2 separate regions of the Anser cygnoides genome follow, and region 1 is linked to region 2. The links are chromatin contacts, called in public Hi-C maps. All regions are on one chromosome and are shown on one strand. Each heading gives the region's core, a stretch centred on a gene start, on an enhancer-like site or on the middle of the called end of the contact. The rest is flanking DNA. Distances are from core to core; before and after follow the strand shown. Region 1 overlaps MAP7D2 (MAP7 domain containing 2). Region 2 holds the start of RPS6KA3 (ribosomal protein S6 kinase A3).

Region 1 (5,335 bases), core at 759-3,258, 140 kb before region 2:
TTCCCACGGATTTATTTAAGGGAAAGGAAGAGCATCCACTGACATACCACAACCAAAACAATGCATTCTAGGAACAAGCACAGCCAATACTCACAAGGAAGAAAAGTTTATACGATTTGACATCTTTCTTTACCCTTTTCTCTTGCATTCTAGTAGGTGTATTAGGCCAATGTACTTCACCACAGGAGACGTTTAATCTCACCCATGGTGCCTAAATCCTGCTCCATTTTTATGGAAAGACAATGTTTCCATTTTGCAAAAACAGCCAAAAAGCATTAGATCTATTCTATTATTATTTAGAAGAATATTTTTCAAGGACAAGAGACAGTACATAGACAGAGTCACTAACACAAATAAAGGTGAAAAAATTACGCGAACCTATTTTCTTAAATATTAATTTCATTGGAATTTTTGCACTTGAAATAGTGTTAAAAATATTAAGACTACCTTGTTACCACTCCAAAAGATAAATCTTCCTTTAATCTGTTATTTCTCAGAGGATTATTCACTGAGTTTCCGCTGCAAATCTTCTTATCTGTTTACGTAAATTCAGAACACTAGACACATTATACATGAGCTCTTAACCTGCAGAATAAGTAAGATATTTTACCACAACAAAACTTTCCTACACAAGAGAGATGAGCGGATTGTGCTTCCACAGAGTTTTCAAGTCTTAAAAAGAGGAAGTTTTATTTCAGGGTAAGAATTTGGAACATTCAACAGGATTTAAAAAGCTGTGAAACACTAAAGGATTAAACAGGAATGAAAGCTATCTGCAGAAAGTGACTTAACAAAAAGTGATTAAATTATGTGCAAAGATGAACACACATACACTGAATCCAGAATTCATTGCTGGCATTTCATTCAAATGCCATTCTTTATTATTTCTGTATGAATACTGATGACAGGACAGAGGATTGGACAGACAGATGGGTGACAACCGAAATCTTGAAACTGAAGCCAGACACTTAAAACCCAAATCAAAGTCCTTATTCCTTTGCATGCCCTGAGAAACAGAGCACATTCAGCGAACGAGGACACTATGCCACTGAGGGTCTTCTGCCTCCAAGGTCCCAGCTACTCACACAGGATAACCTTGGAAGAAAAGAACACCCATGACAACTTAAGAAAATCTATCATAAGTTATGCAAGTTGCTAAAAACAATAAACACAGAAACCTTTATGTTCTTGTTATATAACAAAATTTCAGAAGAATATCGGTACCTCTTCTGCACATTATTTTCTTAGTAATATATAGAATAAAGGTGGTGGGAAAAAAAAAGAGAGGACTTCCATTAGCCAAAAAGAGCTGTGAAATATAACAATTTAAATATTCCAGGAAAACAACTGCCTGACATTACTCTGTACTGATTTTCAGAGCACCTACCTATTTGCCTGCCACACTGAAACTGGCAGGTTTAAAGGAAGGCAGGGGGCAACGTATGAAATGAGCACTTTGAAAGACGTTTAATCCAGTATCAAGCTATTAAATTGCCAACATAAACTGACCAACAATAATGGAAGAACTTCCACTGGAAATTTTTTTGCTTATTTATAAAATGCAGAATGAGAAACTGCTAGTGCTTGCACTTGATCAAAACAGCACTGTCTGCTAAAAACTGGATGATAACAGATGAGCTTAAATGTTTTGTGCCAAATAAAATAAGCTCTAAAAGGAATATACTTGTACAAGTAAACAGTGGCATAAATGTACTAAGACTGAAAAGTGATTGGTGAATTCACACTCATTTTTTTCCTGTGGGAGATGCCACACTAAATACATGGTAATCGTGCAGTCGTATTTCTTTTTTTTTTTCTTTTTGTATACAGATTAGCCTAGTAGCACATGGTACGGATGTGTTTTGAAATAAAACAAAGCTCTTCAATAAAGATAAATGCATGGTGAATAGGAGAAATTAAAGGTCACGTATGCTTGGCAAGTGATACTTTGTTCTAATTGATTTTGGAAGAACTTGAATGGTGAGTTAGCAATTAGAGGATCTACTTACAGTACAATGTAATTGTACATTTTGGAAGACAAACACTAGTTAGCTCAATTTATTAGATTTTTCTCTGTAAGTCTATGATGAGTCTCTATGTGGATTAAGAGGTATTTTCTATTTAAAATTTCCTTTGCAATTTTCCCTGGTTCATTGTTCCTCCCTCTCCCTTCTCTTCTGTGTCATCACGATTTTGGTTTTACTAAAAAAATTTCTTGGCAGGAAATTCAACCTGGCTGACCCTGCAAATAAAACAAACATAGCTTTATCTGGCACCACAGTGTAGGTGTTTGAAGTCAAAAGCTCAGAATCCACTTTGCACCAAGAAGATCGCAAAATAATCCTGTTTTAAGGATTAAAACACCTTGCTGTGTCATCATCTTCCCCCACCTCAATCTCAACACTAAGTCTCAAACTAAGTTTCTTTCCTAGTCGATTATTTTCCTTTTTATGCCACCAAACCAGTAGGACAGAAAAGTCTAGTTTTATGGAGTCCTTCAGTTATTATGACACTTGTACCAATAAAACTTCCTCTCCAGTCATTCTGTAACTTAATATCTATTTACATTTCATTCCTTATCTATGTTAATATCTCTCTGAGGTTTCTACTGAGACAACCAGACTGTCCACCTTGCACAGGCTACCAAGAGGTCACATTACAGCTACCGAGCAGAGACAGATGCACAACTTTTCCCGTTCCAACATTGTCAGCTATGTCGATACAGAATTCCTACACAGGATCCTACAAAATTGAACAAGTTTCCACAAAAAAAATCATCCTCTCAGCAATACTGCAGGCACAAACCGTCAGTCCAGCAGCCTGACAAGCACAACTGCACAACACAATTATAGAAATACCACAAAATTATCAGTGGATTTTTTCTTCTTCGAGCAGGCAATCAATTTCTATACATTCATAGATTCAAATCAGGACGTCTTTTCATCACCTTTCTTTTGGTTTGCTATAAAGTTATTTAGGATCAACCATATATACAAAAACATGTCCTACTGCTGGGGAAAAAATGCTATGTTCTACCTCTATAACCCAAAGTGACTATATCATATGATCATATGGGTATATCATATGATATACAGGTATAACAGAAGGCGAGTTTTTTGAGAGAGAGTTGAGATAGAGTTGTTTGAAATAATCTTGCATGAATTATGCAATATCAACCAAATTACAAACGATAAAGAATTGCTAGAAATATTATGTATTACTTGGAACCCTTAATTAAAAATTTGCCCTGTTTACAAACTGCACAGACACAGAGCAACAGAAAGAGCAACAGAAAGGGCTAATCCAAAGGAGGCAAAACCTAAAACACACTATTTAATGACCTCAGTAGCCTCCACAGCAGCCAAGGTCCAAGCACTTATCTGTGTAGTAAAAGATCTACTGGACAGCATGAGAAGCTTTGGGCAAACACTGAAATTACCCTGTATCCACCTGCTCCTTCTGTTTCACCAGTGAACTCGTTTATTGAGAGGGTTTACACAGGACACTGCCCCCTTAAAAGACATCTCTAGTAGAGTGAAGGGACTAATGCCATACCGGTAGGTTTTTTGTTTATTTGGGTTTTTGATTATTTGGTTTTTGGTACGTTTTAAGTTGAAATATTGAGTAAATGTAAGCTGTAACTGCTCAACAACCCTCCACAACTCACCCTGTATTCCTCGCCATCAGCAAAGCCACCCAGAGCTGCTGGCTGTCCTGAGCAGCCTGGAAGACATTACTAATTTGTTTCATGTGGAAGAACCACCAAAGTGCTCAATCCTGTGTGGCTGGTTATCTGCAGCCCAGGGGCTGCTGCAGCTGCATATGGACAGCACTACTCGTGCACTGTAACCATGTCATTTACAGGGAGGCTTATAAAGTGTTAAGTGCATTTAACAACAAAAAAAAAAAAATAAAGTGTTCAAAGCTGGCAGTGGCAACTCTTCTGTTTTAGTCCTAAAAAACCACACATGCCTCACTACCCAAGCCTATGATCATGCTAGGCCAAATACTTTATACATAAAAGATGCTCACAATAAATGGTTCATTTAATGTACAGAAACAACTGCTGGTGCACAGACAACCAGAAGCCACCAAACCACCCATGCGCTAACTGCACAGAGGGCCATCAGCTGCTCAGAGAGAGGGAGGAAAAGATGCTCTGGTCCATAACCCTCTCCTGGAGAAGCCAGCAGTCACCTCCTGCCCAACGAGTGAAGTCAGAAGGAGTTAAAAGAAGGCTTAGTTAGAAGTTAAATTAGGCTTCGGGGAAAAGAAGGAGGTTGATACCTACACCAAAGCAATGTTTGTTCCCCCGACCTCGTATTAACCTTTCTTCTTCTTCCTAATTGTAGGATGTACTGCTAATGAACCTGTCCTCAGACCAATGGCTACAGTGACAACTAGAGTCACTAGGTTTTGAGTGCTGCAATGGAAGCATTTTTGTTTTGAGACCTTAAAAAAAGTCTTAGAAGGAAGGGCATCTGAAAAGCACACTTGCTGAAGGGGAGACTCCTACTGCCTGTAATCCATAGGTAAGTTCAACAAGGTCAGGGCTATTTGCATATTAAATCCTGTGACTCCAAAGGACCAAGGTGAAGAGTTTACTAAAGCCCCCTTGAAGAAGATCCACATAATTTAAAATAAATAAGGAGATAAATAAGAACCCATACATACATATAGCACAACTGCAACGAGTTCTGAAATTGATAAAAAGTAGACCCAGGAGGAAAACTCTCAAATTTCAGCTTGAAAAAAGGAAGTTTTCAAGATGAAAACAAATAACTAATTTGCCTGCTGTGCCAACAGCTTTTGATTATTAATACTATCTATATCTAGACAGATAGAAGACAGTATCTTGCATGGTGCAGCTGCGATCAACAGCACGAAAGTAAAATCATTCTTTTAAACTGCACTACCACAGCTAATTCCAGAAGTTATTTTCAGAAAATATTCTGTAGGGCTTTTTGGAAATAGAGCAAAGTGAACTATTGAACACTATTTGAAGAGATATCTCCCCCCCTTCAGAAATATTAAAAATATAGGTAAATAGGTCATTCAATTTCACTCTCAAAATGACTCTGACAAAGACATCTGCCAGCTAACGTAAGAAACTGAGTTTCCTTCCTCTCACTGGAAGAAGATCCAGACTTTTTCTAAGCACTTTCCATCTTTTAAGGGTATAGTAAAAATTAATAGGTCTACTACTGTAGTTTATGCAAAGCTAACTTCTACAGGAAGATCAGTGCACAGAGCTCTGTTAGTACTGTCTTTTTAAACAAAAATACACAACACTTTACACAGTGAATACATCGTTATTTCAAGATTACATTTCTTG
Region 2 (5,244 bases), core at 696-3,195:
TTCTAAGTTATGTATTTAGGTCATTTGTTTATGTATTTGACAGACATCTATTTTTACTGGAACATCTCCTCTTAAAAAAACAGTTTCAAGTAAGCGACCTTTCTAAGCCTAACTCTTCCCTTTGAGGGAAGGCTTTGCTTTTGTTTGAAACAGTTTTATAGGTACAGCCTGGTCTTTTCAAGAGCTAAGCATTTATTCTAGACTAACACATTATGGTGCAAACCTGTCAGTTCAGTTGCTGTCCCACGTTTTGTTAGCGGTCCTGAAGAATTTTTAGGTGTCTTATAAACTACTGTAGACACGTGTCGATATTTTTTTTAAGTGTTTATGTATTTAGGAAGAGGTAATACACTTTTCTCAAGAAGTTCATGGCAGCAGTTTAAGAACAAATCATGTCTGAAGTATATCAAATAAGTGTAATTGATCATGCGTGTACATACATTTCAAACAGAGCAATGTATTTTGCTGTCTTTCTGGCATATATAGTCTACCATTATTAATTACATCAAACACAGGTAGTAAGTATGGATGTCTGAAGTAACAGCAAAGATCTTTCCTCCAAACCCTTCACCTAAGCAAGCTTTCTCCTTTTCACCTCTCCTACCACCTTCCCCCCGAGCACCATGCTACTGCTGTAGCTGCTCTCCCTTAAAAAGGAGCAATCACCTAACCGCTTCAGAACTCCGTGAGGGCAGCTACAGCAACTGGCAACAACTTAAAGGACGGCTCGGGCTGTCAGATGAGAACTGCAGATTCTTTCGACTCCCAGAGATGCAGTCACTTGGAGCAGAAGGAAGACAAACACCAAAAGGACAAATGCCTCCGATACCGTGGAAACTTTACATCGGCCTCCCTCTTTACCCCGCTCACCTAAGGAATAAGTCCTAACCTTGCGACTAACTGCTCTGGGCTGGCCTGAGTCCATAGGGCTCACGCTCGGCATCATTTGAAGCGGACTGGCTGCGTGTCAGCTGGAGCAGATTCAGGTGGAAGCTGCACTGTCAGAGGAGGCTATTTCCTTTCAGGTGGGAGCCTGGTCAACCGGCACACACGCACCGCGGACTACCGGGGGATCGCAGAGCAAGCACAGCTATCGCGGCTCCAGACCGATACGGTCATAGACCGCACAAAGAAGCGAAACGAACCGCGGGCACCCCCGGCCCCGGACGGAGCGCATCCCGTCTCCAGGCTCACATGATCCCGGGGCAGGAGGCGAGCACACACTGCCTAACAAGGGCAGGAGCGCACGGCGAGGCAGGGCAGCGGCAGGAAACCGCACGGCGCTGCCTGCCGGGGACGCTCCCCGCACCCGCCGCCGAGCGCACGGATCCCGCTCGCTCGCCAAACCGCGGCGACCACCCCGGCCCCGGGGGAGGGCAGACCCCGGCCCCCCTCGACCCCCTAGGGCCGTTCCCAGCCCCTGCGGTGGAACAAAAGGGCCGGGGCCGGCCGCAGGTCGCTCCCCGCCGGGGCAGGGGGCGGAAGGGGAGGGCGCGGGCCGGGAGCAGCCCGGTGCCGCCGAGCGCGCCCCGAGCCCCGGAGGGGGGCAGCGCGGGCCGGCTCCCGGCCCCTCCCGCAACTTCCCCCCCGCCTCGACCCCCTCGCAGCCCCCCCTTCCCCCGCCCCGTACCTCCGCGCCGCTCTCGGCCGCGCTGTCCACAGCCATCTTCTGCCAGGGGTCCGCCAGCTGAGCCAGGGGCATCTTCCCCGCGCCGCTCCCGCAGCCTCCGCGCTCCGCTTCCTCCCGGGCCGGGGGCGGCGAGCCCTACGGCAGGGCGCGGGACGCCCCGGCCGGCTCTCGCTCCGTCGGCGGCGGCTCGGTAGCGGCGGCGGCGGCGGCTCCGGCGGCGAGCGGTGCCCGCAGCCGCTGTCCCTCCGTCCCTCCCCGCCGCCAGGCGGGGCCGCGCTTCCGCCCTCCCCCCGGCCCAGCCGCTCGGGCACGGCTTCCGCTCACAACATGGCGCCCGGCCCCTACCTGCCCGCCCAGCGGCGCCTGCGCGCCCCGCCGCGGGGCGGCACCCGCCGGCCCTCAGGTGCCGGGGGAAAGGCGGCGGCGGGGCGCTGCCGGGCCCTGCAGGAGGCCCGGGTCGGTCCCGGGGTCCCCGCCGGTCCCCCACCCGTTAGGCACCCGGGCTGCGGCTCCCCGAGGTCCGTGCCTCGCTGCTCGGTTGTGCCCTGCCTCTGTAGGCAGCAGCCCCGTAGGGTTGTGCCCTCCCCGCCGCTAAGTGCGGTTAAAGCCGAGCCGTAACTTCCAGGGCGGTCAGAAAGCCCAGCCGAGGGCTGGCGCTGCTCAGGCAAATGAGTTGGGATACGTGTGTGTGTCGCGGGACAGACTAAAAGTTTGTTTGTGTAAACAGAAGAGTGGATGGAGAAGCTGGAGGCAAGCGAGGGAGATGTGGGGCTGTGCAGAATACCATTAGGCAAAGAGGGAAAGGAATTAAGATGCAGAAATCTGCTTTTAAATCAATGCCGTTGAAGCGGCGGTTGGGCTGTGTGAGTAAGAGTTACCTCAAAGCAGGTAAGTCATATTTCTGCAGGCCATGAGACGTGAAGATAAAGCTGTCAAAAAGCCCCACAGGTTCTGAAAGGAGTGCTTATTTTACTCCTTTTTATCCTCAGCTGCTAGCTAGTACACAAACAGTTGACTTAAACGCATACTGAGATTCAGAAATGTATGCAGTCTTATACGGTTCTCTTAAGATGTTAAGCGCTGTAATAAACACCCATCCTTTTGCAACATCAGATAGTTTGGCTGACGCAGAAGAATCCTTGAAACATTAGACCAGCAACTGAAGATGGGTACTGATGTCAAACATCTTGTTATCAAAGCCAGAGTTTTCAGAACAATGTTTGAGAGGGCTACTTCTTTACTTTTTTTTTTTTTTTTTTCCTTTTTCTGGTGTGTGTGTGTGGCGTGGCTGGAGTGCTGGTAGTTAAAAATCAGTTTGTTTGTGTGTGCACAAATGCATGTCCTGTCCACGCACACGTCATTGTGGTGAACGCAGGCTACTTCCGTTTCTGCTGGGTAGCATTTTTTTCATCCCACTTTGTATTCATGTAAGCGTAAATATCTATCTACAAAGAGGTACAAAGGAGTAGATGGGGAGTTGCTCATGGTGAATCAGACTTCAGCTGAGAGACTTTCATGTCTGGAGTAAAAGGTCATAGTTGAACGATCCCTTTAAGCCTTCGCTACTGCCAGGAGAAGCAGCTGTGCCCTCCCCTTGCTCACTGCCTGTTCACTTGCATCACCCTCCCTTTTGAAGTGGTGCAATTACTTGTGCTGCCACGTGGTGAGTTAGACCGGGGAGTAGATCTAGGTAAAAATCTAATTCTACTGTTTTTATCTTCTCTGCTGTCCTCAAGCAACAAAACAAACACACAAAACAAACAAAACCACCACCACAGCAAAACAACAACAAAACAACTAAAACCAACCCCAAAACAAATAAAACCAAAACAAACAAAAAAAACTTACAACACAACCCTATTGAAATTTGAGTTAAAGGTTGAAGAGAATTCAGGACGGCTTCATTCAAAAACACGGGCAATTTGTAAAACTCTGGCCAGTTGTTTGTTTGAAATTTAAAGCAAGGTAACTGAAAATCAGACAATTAAGTAGTGCTTGGCAGCCTCCAAGCTTAGCTTAATAGCAAGGACTGACTTTTTCTTTTTTCTTTTTTTTTTTTTTTTTTTCCGTAGTTTCATTAGCACCAGGTCACTTTAGTCTCAAACTGGCTGCTGGAACATTGAATAGAATCATATCCCATACATGCTGTACATCATATCATATAAATGCTGTACATCATATTTTCAGCAGCCATATGTTGCATTTGACACACAGATCAGGACTTTTATCTTTGAGTTCGTGTAAAACTCCATGAAGAAAAAAGTTTCCGTACATCCTTCTGGAAATACAATTTCTGTTCCTTCAGAGGCATAACTCACTTTACTCACATTATTTTGTACCTGCGTCAACTACACAGTCAGGTACATACATCTGAGACGTGCTGTTAGAGAAAAGAATCTGGTCACCTGGAAGGTGGCAACCAAAATAGAAAAAGATATTAACAAAACTTTTGTTTAACATAGTTCAAGCAATCCCTCTTTATATGGAGATTTTTTTCCTTTATATTAAAGTTTCTATGATCTCCGCTTTTCCTTTCGTATTTGTCTATTCCTTTCCTGCCATAGGTACCTGTTCTGAATTACTTGTTTGAATTTGAAACTCTTTTTAGAAGGAGATTAGGTATTACATTTCAGGTGTTACTCTAAATTTTATATGTTGATCATTTTCTGTCTTTCCGTGTATGCAGTCAACGAATCCAGAAAAACAAGGGCAAAGATCTTATGCACTAGCATATAAGAGGACTGCAAACAGTAGAAATCTGACCTTTTCTCAGGCACAGAAGTGCAGAGGGTAGGCAGAAGTATGCCATTTCATTGTTCAGGGGTTTGAGTATTATCACACCACACATTTAAATTTTATAAGGGAAGAAGTTGCATTTGGATTTTAATAGGAGCTACCTTGCAAGAACAGACTTCAGGGCAAGAAAATTATCTTGAAATTTTCTCCATGGGGAAGAGAAACATACCAGTTAATCTCTGGGAGATGTAGGGCATTCCGTCTTTCAGATCCTGCTACGCTCGGAGTTGGATTGTCCTCACAGTGAGAGATAAGATACTGAAGATATTTTGCTTTAAGACAGCAGCTCCTATGTTTCATTCCTTTTGTCTCAGGCCAAAGCAAGATCTTTGTTTCACCCATGGCAGCAGACCTTTCCTTTTACCTTCATTTCCTCTAAGCGCAGCTATCACCACTTGAATGTAGTCACTGCTATTAACTCTGTCACCAGACTCAGCAAGGGTTGGTTTCACCTTTGCATAAGTGGTTGCAATAATTTTGCATCTACACAGATGTTGTACATGCATTGCACCAGAAAAAAAGTGATCACATTCATCAGGAAGAAGTAGCATATGGCACTGAAATTACAGTGTTGTATAAAATCTTGTTAACCTGTCAACATATGAATTAGGTGAGCTTCACAAGCTGCACCATTTTTTTTAATATTAATTCTAGCAAATCTAAAATCACACCATATTGAAAGGGGGGATATTACTTGTGAGTCATAGAAATTGGGGAACTTTGCTTATTTCCAGTGGCATCTAATGCATCTACTTCCTCTTTGCATTTAAGGCAAAATTCATGGCAAAGTTAGTAAATCACCGTAGTCATACCTCCAG

What was found. Hi-C and Micro-C count contacts between places; a contact is called where the count stands out from the background.
Region 1: a contact with region 2 is called in a Hi-C map of liver, with 9 times the contacts expected there. The contact joins the enhancer-like site here to the promoter of RPS6KA3 in region 2. A contact is called at or near these places in 2 of 7 Hi-C or Micro-C datasets (both in liver).

Annotation. Positions count from the first base shown.
Region 1 is chr1:128,510,489-128,515,823 of Taihu_goose_T2T_genome, reverse strand. The region is part of intron 1 of MAP7D2 (MAP7 domain containing 2); the gene reads right to left. Among named protein-coding and RNA genes, the nearest start is that of MAP7D2, 29 kb to the right of the region's middle. Within about 2 kb of position 2,008, at least 2 of the 3 cell types and tissues checked have open chromatin away from gene starts, as enhancers often do. A contact at or near this core is called in liver, where this site is marked.
Region 2 is chr1:128,370,591-128,375,834 of Taihu_goose_T2T_genome, reverse strand. RPS6KA3 (ribosomal protein S6 kinase A3) reads right to left here and starts at 1,945. Exons shown (of 22, transcript XM_048066771.2): 1 at 1,631-1,945. The coding sequence starts at 1,702.